Linked DNA regions of Triticum aestivum: region 2 is linked to region 1. A link is a contact called in public Hi-C data. All regions are on one chromosome and are shown on one strand. Each heading gives the region's core, a stretch centred on a gene start, on an enhancer-like site or on the middle of the called end of the contact. The rest is flanking DNA. Distances are from core to core; before and after follow the strand shown.

Region 1 (6,201 bases), core at 3,134-5,633:
ACTAGTCATGTCACCAACGTCTACTAATACTCTATAGAGCTTCTCGATCATTCCTTGTGTAATGTAGCGTAAATAGTGACTGCTTCTTTCTGCAAAGTGGAAAGATCAACTGGGCCCAATAATGCAACAATTTTCCTTAAACACATTGGCTCCTTTTTGTGCAGTTCAACTAAAATCAAAGTCAAAATAGAACCGAGCAGAAGTTTTGATATCCCTGTATGCACAAATAGGTATAAAGGAAACAATTACTAAGAAATAACAGTTGATGACTTATATGCCCAGAAGGAAAAACCTCTACCTTATCTTAATGGGAAACAAAGCAGGACAGTAGCAATTCTCAAACTGTGTGATTCATTCATATTAACCGAGACATTATCTTAACAATACCTTGGTTCAACATGTATAAAGAATGACAAAGCAGGAAAGTACCATTCCTAAAATAGTGTAACTGATTCATATTAACAGAGACATTATCTTAACAATACCTTGGTTAAATATGTAGAAAGAACTACAAAGCAGGATAGTACCATTTGTAAAACACTGTAACTGATATATAACAACACAGGCATTATCTCAATAATACATTTGTTAAACATGTACTCCCGCCGATCCCTAACAGAAATGGTACTCCCGCTGATCCGTAAGAAGTGTTGCAGTTTTGAACTAAGATTCAGTAGTTAATTCTAAGAGTGGCATTGCTTAATTTTACCAATGGCATTAGATTAACAAAAAGCATAAACAGTTGCAGGGGAGAGTGAGTGCAACAGCACCATGTGCTCCCATCGACTTATAAAGGGGGTGATGCAGAGTTTGTTGTAACAAAGAAACAAACATCATGTATGGGTTGGTCCCATTTTTGTTCACTTAATGGGAAAAGACAGCAATACAACGGCTTCAATTCTACATTTATTTAAAACAGTACCAATACAAGTAGCACAACATCTCAAAGCACACTACACAATCATGTGGATGAAGGCCGTTACTGACCTTTCATGAGGCAAACAAGATCAAATATGAATCTGCCAACACGAATAGGAAATCCAATCTCGTTTTGTGTAGTTCAACTAAATAAAAGCAAAGTTACCGGTCTGACATTTAAGTTGAACTACACAAAACACTCTTAAAAAAAGTGCTTTGCGTAGTGAAGCAAAAGGTCGCAATAGCAACGAGTTGAATAGATATCCATGTTTTCACAGAGGTAAAAAAGGAAACAATTACTAGCCAATAAAGGAGGATGAATCATATGGCCACAAAAAGAAGCATCTACCTTATCTTGATGGAAAACAAAGTAGGACAGTAGCATTTCTAAAACGGTTGCATTGATTCATATTAACATAGACATTCTCTTAAAATAACATTCATTAAAAATGTAATTTACTTTTAACAGTGGCATTGCTTCAATTTTCCAGTGGCACTCTTAGATTAAGAACAACAACAAAATATTTGTATGGGACATGGGACATGCCAGCACCATGTGCCTCCACACGTATAAATGGGTGATGCAGAGTATGTTGCCAAGCAGCATATCTGTGTTGGTCCCATATTTGTTCTTTTTGAACATTTTTCCTATGTGAGGGCAGCAAATCTAGTCCTGCACAAACTCCCCGACCACCCAGTTTCTTTCCTTTTTCAACAAAGAGATCGGTTCCTTACAGATGTGTGTACTAGGTTACCGCCTTTTTCCCTTTTCGACCAACAAAGCGACAGGATAGCCAGTCTATACTACTTTCCCTCCCTCGTTTCCTCACTCAACCACGTCCTAGATTCATGCTCCACCCCCCTTCTTTCCTCTTTGAACCAAGACCTAGTGACTACAGAATCGAAAAAGATCTGCATGCAGCTAGAGCAATGACGGTTTCAAAGAAAGTTATACTTTAGGGTCGTCGGGATGTGGCTAGGCGTGCGGCGGGAGGCCGGATCTGCCCACACTACGTATGGTAGCGAGGAAGAAGGGGTCAGAGGCCCTCCCGCACAGACGCTGGGTGAAAGATAACAGCGCAACCGGCAGTGGATTGCCTCCCTCGCCGAAGGCAACAGAGTGAACGCTGCACCTCCTCCTCTTCCCGGTCCGACGGGATTCAGACGGCTCCTTCACCAGCTGTGATGTGAGATGGGTTTAGAGTGTCGAAGAATGATGATACCGGAATGGATCATTTCAAGGAAGGTGGCTCACAAAAATGCATACGAAGCCAAGTGCAAGGGTAATTTCAGATACAAGGATCACATAGCCATTTACGTGAAACTTCATATTTAATGAGAGGGTTTCCGTAAGGAATTCAGAAAATGGCAGGCTTGAGGTAGAGTGATAATCGGTCACATGAGCAACTGGAATATACAGTCTCAAGTGCTTCAGAAAGGCAAAGCATACTACACTAGTATGTATTTGGGACTCGAGTATTTCTGAATAAGTAGGATGATCAAAATCAAAGTGATCAACAATCATACCACCATGATGGATAAGAAGGGTGGTGGGATCTTGTGTGATCACGATACAATGTTTGTTAGAGAATAGTCAGTCAGTTATGTTGGCAATGACGTCTGTGCCAAGGGTGGGGGACGAAGAGAACCATTCTCCTGCTCGTTAAAATGAGGCAGACCAATAGACAAAGTTCTTGTCCACCGGTGGTTATCGGAATGTCATCAACAATATTAACAGGGTCTTACTGACATAATTGTACACCGATGTGTTTCATAAGCAGGGAATTGTTAGTGCTTGGATCATATAAATCACAAGAAATGTTAAACAAACCAATTAAAAGGAAAATGCGTTTATACAAAAGTATTGGGAGCATATCCTTCCCAAGGACAAGCAGAACATGATTTATATGATAGGACAACAAGTACATAAAACTTTAGATAAAAGGAGCAAGGAGAATCATGATGCTTACCCATATAATGGTGTTTGGATAATTTATCAAGAAACATTTAACATTTCGCTTTCCAATGTTCTTGTTGATATTCGGAGTATCACAGTCATGCTTCAAGGTAGCAATACTACAGTGTTTCAAGTAAAGATTGGATCTGAAGATCACAAGAAATACTCAAGGGACAAATCCAGGAATAACAAGGAACCCAAGGTATAACCAAAATGAAGGCAAGGATGTTGTTGATGACAACACAAATTATCAAAGGGGCTTCATAACGAGATAATAGCAAGGTGACATGATCAAGTGAAAGATATGATGAAGTAGAAGGTCAATGTAAATACATATAGGACACAACTTGGAATCAATCTTGTCGTTCAAGGTGAAATGATATGACGAAGAAGCTCGACGTAAGCTTAGTTCATCGTCAAAATTGTGCCTTGAGAAGCTGAACTAGATCGTTGATCTGCGGACGACAGGTGCTTTAACCTTGTCGAAAAATAGACGAGGCACGGGAATGCATGTTCATAGGCCAGGCGACAATTCCATCCTAGGCGGGGCAAGTTCGTCTATGGAGGAACCATCAAGCCATGGATTCGTCCAAAACCTGCAAGTCTGGCCGTCACCCAAAGTCCAAGCGGCCTCAGAGTAGAAAATCTGCTTGACCTCAAGGTCAGAGGGAGGGGGTAGGTGTCTCCATGGCCGCCTGCAGCCACATCCCGTGCACACGCAGGGCGACCACGGCCAACTGGAGATCGCGTATGCCGAGGCCGCCCAACTCCAAGGGCCGGCACACCCGAGCCCAACTCACTGAGCAGTTCCCGGTGCGTGTCTCCTTGCGTCCATGCCACAGGAAATCATGAATGATGTGCGTGATCAACTTGTGGAGGGGGGTTGAGGGCCATGGCGAGTAACAAGTGAACATGCATGACACATAGGACGTGCCGAACAAGCGCCAGCCGCTTGCCTCGGGATAGCAGCGATGTTCGCCCAGTGGGAAGCTTCTTGGCAATCTTGTCGACCATGGGCATGAGGGTGGATGAGAGTACCGTTCTCGTGGACAAAGGCAGTCCGAGGTAAGCAATGGAGAGGCCGTGACCTGGTAGTTCAGCGTCTCGCAGGTGGCCGCAACGATGGGGGCTGGGCATTGGATTTGCGTGATCGGACACTTGACGAAATTAATGCGGTTCGAATAGTTATGGGCGGTTTGGGTCGGCTTTGAAGATACCCTAATAATAAAAGAAAATAAAATAAAATGTTTGGTGACCATCACGAAATATGCCGCCCGACCTCACCTGCCACGAGCCCCGGTCCGAACTCCAAAGCAGATTTAAGTTCCCAGGACTGTCCCGTCCAGATTTACCGGAATTTTCCTTACCTGCCAAGTTTTACCCACTGACATGCTAGCCCCTTCCGCGACGAACACAACCGCAAAGTGGGTGCGCGAGAAAATCAGAGTACTGATGACAAGTATTCCCCTCCCCGATTATTCTCGTCCCGTGAACCACCAGAAACGCATCTCATCGATATAGAATAAAAATCAATAGAAACCCAGTTTCCTGCTAATCAGAGTAACGGAAGGCACTAATCGAGCCGCCGATTGTCGGAGCATAAGTAAGACCAAACACTCCGTCACACAGAAGCACGCCACTCGAGTCCATAGTCCCCACTCTCGAGAGGAGGAGAAGAGAGCGACACGGGAGCCATGTCGACCGGTGGTGCAGAGTCTGCGGCGGCGGAGGCGATGGCCTCGGAGGCGTACCTGGCGGGCGCCGCTGTGTGGGAGGCGCGCGAGCTGGTGGCGGAGCTCTGCCGCCATTTCTACCTGCAGGGGTGGGTCACCGGCACCGGCGGCAGCATCACCGTCAAGGCCAACGACCCCGCCGTGCCCCTCGCGCAGCAGCTCATCGTCATGTCCCCGTCCGGTAACTAACTCATGCGCTCGCCACTTCTGTTCCCTGCTTCCGCTCTCCCGGCTCGCACCCAACGCGCCGATCCCGTTCGATGAATTGTCAAACTGGGTTGCGAATCTACTGTCGGTAAGGGGCCTTTCAATCGAGGTTGCGCTTGCTGGGTGAATTGCACTTTTGACGAGTGTGGGCGTGCGATCCTTCCACCCATCTTCTTTCTTATCGTCACTTAATTGTTTGCCCAGCTACTAGCTTGCAATGATTGTCCACATTGGTGAAATGGCTAACTGAAAACTGATTTCTAGAATTATCCGCTAGCGTGTGTAGTTTAATGACGGGATTGGTGGTACTCGAGCCTGTTAGACATAGTTGACGTTATAGCTCTTGTGCAAGGCAAGGCAAGGCAAGTCAACTACATAACATAGCTGATCAGCTTGGCTGGACTTTGGCATTTGGAAGGTTAGGTTGCTATTTGGTAGGACAAATTGCATTAGTATTTGAGAAGGTTATGTTTTTACCTTTTAGGGTGTTAGTTTAGAGTTGGGTTTTGCTCTTTTTGGTCGCACCACCTACAGTGACTGTGTAGCTTTTGTACCATTGTGACGTTCTTTTTTTCTAATACAAATGAAAGCTTGACGGAGCAATGCCGTGTGAACAGATCTACTAATTCTTTTATTCAGCTAGCAAGAGGGATCTGGAACTAAGAAATAGACCTGACAGCTAAAAGAGGGTATCCTGAGCAATTGCAGGAATGGGGTTCATTGATATTCTTGGTATAGTAGATGCTATCACATACACCGTCAAACTCAATTTAAGGAATCTCACTGGTTTTATTTAAGGAATGGTAGTTTCGGTATTAGTCAATATCCATTTCGACTGCGCATTCCACAGCAACGACCTGACTAACGATAATAACACCTCACCTTGGGTTGCATTCGTTGCCAGGCGGATGTACATGAGACGAAAGAATGCACCAGTGAGTAACTACACGCCCCCCTAGGGCTTCGTAATTAAATCTCACCGTTGTTGTTGCCGTTTCAGTAGCAGCATCCTCACTTGCTGAGAGGCTGCCTTCTAGGGTTTGCATTGCCAGTGACTGACGAGCTGAGTGATGTCAACTGCTGCTTGCACAACTACGCGACGAAACCTTTTTTCAGATCATGTTTGTGCTGTCCACATCCAGCTCGCGCATTACTCCACTGATGGTAGCAGATTGGGGGTAACATATGGCTGTGATTGTAATGGTTGTCATTGATGCCACAACGCCACTGGCCATGTACACCACCGCTTCTCCCAAGTCCCAAGCCCATAACATGGGCTTGAAAGCAGGTTGTCTAACGTGGAATAACTGTTTCTAATTTGCCCTCAGCTATAACTAAGCACTAGTGCTCTGGAATTTGTGTAAAAAACACAGTGGAAAGCATAGA
Region 2 (6,201 bases), core at 1,572-4,071, 160 kb before region 1:
TGCAACAGGAGATTTAATGGTGATAGCATGAAACAAAATCACAAAACCATGCACCACTTACATAATTCTTGAACTAACATGCAAATAGCGACACCATGATTCATAATTTCCAAATATTTTCTCCCACAAATCATTCACAGTGTTGACCTGAAATTCCATGCCAGCTCAGTGTCAATTTTTTACATTATAAGTCCATAGCAAAAGATTTTGTTGAGCAACGCATAGGCAAGTTTAAAATAGAAGATAAAATGGTTGTGACAAAACCTACAGGGAACATATTGTTAAGATGCACTAGCCAATGCAACCAAAAGTCCGAACTGATGGAAAGGGCTAGGCAATCCACATATACACTTCAACACCCCCTTTCACGTGTGACACGGGAAGCCAACACATGGATAGACTCAGAGGTATGGCTCAAGAGACCTATACGTGGAAACAAAGGGGGGCAGCAGCAATTTTTAGATAAATTGCGAAAGCCGGGACTTGAACTTAAGACCTTAGGTTCTGATATAATGTTAAGCTTCATGTACTAGCCAACGCAACCAAAAGTCTGAACTGATGGAAAGGGCTAGGCAATCCACATATACACTTCAACACCCCTCTCAGATGTGACACGGGAAGTCAACACGTGGATAGACTCGGAGGTATGGCTCAAAAGGCGTATAAGTGGACACAAAGGGGACTTGAACTCAAGACCTTAGCTCTCATACTATGTTAAGCTTCATGCGCTAGCCAACGCAACCAAGAGTCCAAACTGATGGAAAGGGCTAGGCAATCCACATATACACTTCAACACATATATCTTACCAAAGGATGCCCTTCCTGTCCTGAGGTCCTTGTGCTAATATTTGCAAGCAGTAACACCATATTTTCTCTCTGATTTTCCACATTCGATTTCTACAAAAGGAAGCATGTAGCACAACATTAAATATGTTTGTCAAGCATAATACCATGAGAACCGGTAAGACTGGACGGGATGACATTCCATCACCTCAGATACAATATCAGAACATAATTGGGAAAGCAATCATTTACCTGAAATCCAAATGCTAGCGAAAGCCAGTCAAGTAAATCCCAGATAGATTTTCCTTCCCTGTGCATTGAAGACATGTGTGGCTTTGGAAGACCGTCTATGTTACGTATTGCATCCATAGCACTTTTTATCTACACCATTTACAGCACAAATAGGATCATAACTTGCTGCAGATTTTCATAAACAAGTAGAAAGAGTGGGAGGAGCAAACATAAGTACTAGGAATTATAACTAACCTCCGGGAGTTCCACAACTGGTTCGGCAGAACCAGGAAAATTGAGGGGGACTATGTTGTACTTGTAACTCTTGAAATGAGCACTCTTTTCCTCTACTACTTTAGCACGTTTCATCACCTACAAAACAAAGTTTGGGAGACGGTGTTGAAGAAGCTCACCAAGGGAACAGGTGAACGAAAACTTATGTAAAGCAATTTTATGTAAAATGGAGTACCTCAGAATCAACCTTGTTGTTTGTTACATCTCTTAACACTTCATAAAGAGCAGATGCCACTTGGTAATATCTAGCCAATTCCTCACTGAGTTTTCAACACAAAAAAGAAGGTGATTAAAGCAGTTCACCACAAACGAAATTGATTATGAGTGTATTATGTCTTACAAGTTCTGTTTTTCAGAAGTTCTGCTCAAATTTTCACAGTAGTACTTATAAAATCGTTGGATCTCCTTTGAATCATTTAAAGGAAATTGCGTGTCATCCTGTCAAACATAGAATAGTGTCAGGTATTCACCACTGAAGAGAAGATGACAAAGAAGGTAGGTCTCAAAAGGAGAAAAAAAGAGGTAAGTTTAGTCACAGTAAAGCAAGTTTGCAAGCATAGTCACAACACGGTCATGTCTGCTTCAGACATCAGACGTCCAGCATCACTTATTCACTTTTCTTATATCGAACTGAATGAAAGAATGCAAGGACATACTATATCTCATATGAGTCAGACTCCTGAAATGAGCTCACAGTCTACTCTCCTTTGTGAGGAGCTCACAGTCTACTCCCATTTGTGAGGCTAAGAAACAGCTAATACAAATGTATATCATAAATATGCATTAGAGAAGAAGACTAGCATGGTGTTAGGTTAAGAAGAAAACTAAAACAAGAGTTAACAGACAATGGATTCCCATTTTGGCCAGAACATGAATAAGCTACAAAAAAATGCAGTAAGTTTTTTTATTGTTGATAAAATTCTGACAAGCGTGATGCTAAGATTTCAGCCACAGTGAGGAAAGGGTAGTAGCAACATCATAAGTTCAGATACATGGTTACCTGATCTAGCTTAAGTGACATGTATGTTTTGAACTGCCGAACCCCACGTTGGATGGATGATGGATCCATTCTTTGAACTTTCTTGTAGGCATATCTGCGACCTTGGTACAACATGCATGGTAAATCCTGTTTCATATCAGAATAGCATGCACTGCTTGACGTAACAATATACGAGAAAGGAACCGAGAAGGTAAGACCTAGATGGACACTAGAACTGCCAGCCTAGCAACAAACTGGTTCATGATACAAACTAAGCATGCAATGAACCAATGTCAGTTTGAGATTTAGGTGGTTTGCGGTTGAGGACCTTGAAGTTAAGTGTTTGCTCAGCAAATAGTTGTTCACAATCTTATGTTTGTATGGGTATGAAAATTGTGCAGCTAGTGAATACCGGAAAGAAGGAGGAGGATGGAGGAAGCCAGCTGCTCCCGCGGCCCGGAGGGCGACTCGCCGCCCGCGCCCCTGCCGCCGGCTTCCCCGCTGCCGGAGCTCTTCCTCGCGGCCGCCCCGTCCTCGAACGCCCCCCCCCCCCCCCCCCCCGGCCCCCGCGCTGGCCGCGGTGCTGCGCTGGGCCGACCTCGCTGAGGCAGACGACGAGGCCGCCGGCCGGCCGATCGTGCGCCAGGAACCCGCGGCTCGTCTGGGGGTGACCAGCGTGGAGAGCGAGCAGCCACCTCGGCGTGGCAGCTCGGGCCCTCTCTCGCGGTCGCGCCGGCGCGCTGCGGCGGCTCCCCCGCCGACGCCTGGCCAAAAGGCCGCCTTGGGCTCTCGGACCGCTCGCCGCCGCCGCGCTCCGGTGTGGGGTGTCGCTGGGCGGTCCGACCAAGGGAGTGCCCGCGTCTCGTGGCGCTCCGCCGCCTCCGCTGCCATCGCCAACTTGTCCGGAGCCTCGCCGCGCCGTCCGGTCACTGCTCCGACGTACTCTCCGGTTCTCCTGCGCCGGTCTCCCATCAGGCCATTCATAGCGGCTTTCGGCTCCTCTGCCCTCCGCTTCTCGCCCCGCCTCGCACCCCGACGCCCCTGGCTCGATCCCTCCTCGTCCCTGGCGCCGGCGCCGGCCGCGGCGGCGGTGGCGGCGGGAGGGGAAACCCTCGCAGCCACCTCCCTGCCCTGCTGGCTGGGCTGCACCCAGTCGGACCGGCCGAGGCCTGGGCCCGTTGCGGGCCTGTGGGCCGCGCCTAGCACGAGCAGGCCCTCCCCGCCCGTGGCCTCGCGTGGGCCGGCCATCCCGATGGGCCGATCGATATGGCCTCCTGCCGGCTTCCCTAGGCCCCCCTCATCGCATCGGGTTCGAGTACCCGCTCCAGAGACCCTAGCCGTCGCTCCATCCTCCTTCCCCGCCGCCACCCCGCCCCGCTTGCTCTGTGCGCCGCCTCCATCTGCGGCCGCGCCATCTGAGCCCGCGCCTATGCCCCACGAGTGGGATGACGAGGAGACCCGCCCCAAGCGTCGCGCCGATGACCGCCGGGACGCCGCGCGCCCTTCCCCCGACGCAGTGCGCCGCGAAGACGACCTTTGCCGGCAGCTTTCGACACGGGACGGCCGGCGATCCCCGCCGCGCTCCGACCGCCGCTCCCCTCCGTGCCGCTCGCCGGGTCGGGCTGACCGCCGGGGCCGCTCCCGGTCCCGCTCGCCTGCTCCTACTGCGGAATGGAGGAGCCAGCGCCGCCGCTCTCCTTCTCCGCAGCGTCGCCGAGACAGTAGCCACTCCCCAGTCCGCGGGGGTCGCTCGCGCTCTCCTCCACGTCCCCAACAGCAGCAGCAGCCAGCTCCCAATGCCACCTCCCGCCGGTACCAGCCCCCACGAGGCGAACCAGCTTTCCCTCCCAACACCAATGGGGCTGGCCGAGGCCGGCAGGGGGCAAAGAAGAAGAAGAAGAGGGGACTCGGCCGCGGTAACGGCGCCGCTCCATCAGCTAGGGGTGGCGCCAGGACTGGCCGCTCCCACTCCTCGGCACCGCCGCCGCCCGCCGACGGCAGTGCGCGTCCGACGCGAGCCTCCAGGTTTTCCCGGCGTCGTGCCCCCACTCCCCCGGAGTCCCTCCCGGCATCCTCGCGGCCGTCTCCACCGTGGGCGACTCGACCCCAGCACCCCAGCTCCCTCCCACGGCGGCTGCGACCTCTGAGGTGGTGGGGGTGGCCTCGGACCGACCTCCTGCGGCCCCTCTCGACGAGCCGGTCCTGCCGGACCTGGAGGAGCCCGATTCCCTCCCAGGCGCCGACATGGCCCCGATTCCGCTCGCCTCCACCATGATCCAGATCGCTTCTCCACCGGCCCGATCACTTCTCCACCGGCCCTGCTCCTGGCCACCTCGTGCACCGCGTCCGGCGGGGCGTTGGCGGTGGTGACCACTCCAGTGGCCGCCCGCCCCCCCCCCCCACCCCCCCCCACCACTCCCCCCTCGGACCGCGGCCCACTCCAGGCGGGGCAGATCGACCTCGACTCCGGTGACGTCCTCGCGCTGCAGTGCCAGGATCGAGGCGGCCAGACCGGAGGGCAGCCCAGCTCTGCCTATTCCAGAGCGGGCGGAGCTCCGGGCAGCTGCCCGGAACCTCGAGCCAGGTACTCCTCCCATCCCAGCTACCCCCGCTACTTGCTCGTTCTCTGCTCTCGAGTCGGCACCGTTAGGCCACCTCGCAAAGGTGGCAGCAGATTCGGCCATCATGTTCAGAGGTGAAATAGAATCCCCGTTAGTCCAAATTGAAGTGATCCGTGCTCGAGAGATCCTTGATGGGCGCCTTGCCGAGACCCGTGCACGCCTTCAGGCCGCCTCCGGCACCGCTGCCGATGCCTCCGTGGGCACCCAGCCTCGTGCAGTGGCTGACCCGGCTAAGATCCGGGGACGCACTCGCTCTCGCACCGCAGCCTTCCGCGCACAGAGCGCATCCCGAGTCCTGGGGTCAAGCAGCCCCCCATGATCTCGTGATGCGAACCCACTTCTGGAACATCCGCGGCTTCGGTCAAGATGGTCGGCGCCGCCAATTGATCGAATACCTGCGTAACGAGCGAATAGACATTGTGGCCATTCAAGAAACGATGCGCACCGAATTCTCCGAATTCTCACTCTCGGAACTCGAGCATTTGAGTTCCGACTTTTTTGCTTGGCACTGGCTCCCTTCTAGTGGGAGCGCAGGCCACTCGGGTGGCATCCTTCTAGGAGTCAAGGATGCCACCTTTGAGGTAGGAAGCATGGACCGGGGCGAGTTCTTCGCAGCATGGAGATCTTTGAGCGGGCTCTCAACTTCAAGTGGGAGATCATTGCCGTCTACGGACCTGCAGATCATAGCCGCTCTGAGGACTTCCTTGCCGAGCTCCGCGCGAAGGTCGCGGCCGCCCAGCTACCGGTCGGGGTGGGCGGCGACTTTAACCCCATCCCGTCGGAGGAGGATAAGAGCAATAACTTGATCAACTTCCCCCGGATGCAAATGTTCAACGACTACATCGCGGACATGGGACTCCGCGAGCTAGATAGAGTCGGTGCCAGGTTTACCTGGACCAATCGCCACGCTGACCCAACCCGGTCGGTCCTTGACCGGGTCTTCGCATCACCTGAGTGGGACATTCGTTGCCCCCTAGCGTCGCTCCGGGCGATTACTCGGATTGGTTCCGATCACGTCCCCCTCCTTCTCTCTTTTGAAAACTCCACAGATGTGATCATACAATATGAGAAGCCTAACCGATATGCAAGAGATAAGACGATTCAGCATACCGGTGAGTTTGGTATGACAAGATTTGGTATCCCCGGTATGCAAGAACTACCATTGCTAAGATGATTAGTTATGTGGATGTTGTATAATGACATGCAAAATTAGCTAGCTATTTATCAGCCTTGCATGTCGCGAAAGAGCAGCAGCTAGCACTATAGGCATGCATCCAGACTCTTCAGGTAGCA

Evidence for each region. A called contact is a pair of places that touch in the nucleus more often than the background predicts.
Region 2: a contact with region 1 is called in a Hi-C map of leaf, with 4 times the contacts expected there. The contact joins the promoter of LOC123119854 here to the promoter of LOC123119853 in region 1. A contact is called at or near these places in 4 of 5 Hi-C or Micro-C datasets (leaf and an unstated tissue).

Annotation. Positions count from the first base shown.
Region 1 is chr5D:125,818,167-125,824,367 of IWGSC CS RefSeq v2.1, reverse strand. LOC123119853 (probable bifunctional methylthioribulose-1-phosphate dehydratase/enolase-phosphatase E1) reads left to right here and starts at 4,383. Exons shown (of 12, transcript XM_044539796.1): 1 at 4,383-4,789. The coding sequence starts at 4,570.
Region 2 is chr5D:125,978,476-125,984,676 of IWGSC CS RefSeq v2.1, reverse strand. It overlaps LOC123119854 (callose synthase 7), which reads right to left and starts at 2,821. Exons shown (of 42, transcript XM_044539798.1): 1 at 2,700-2,821; 2 at 2,309-2,434; 3 at 1,649-1,746; 4 at 1,484-1,568; 5 at 1,270-1,386; 6 at 1,036-1,164; 7 at 808-897; 8 at 62-147. The coding sequence starts at 2,422. It overlaps LOC123119855 (serine/arginine repetitive matrix protein 1), which reads left to right and starts at 2,682. Exons shown (of 2, transcript XM_044539799.1): 1 at 2,682-4,871. The coding sequence starts at 3,540. The coding sequence ends at 4,562.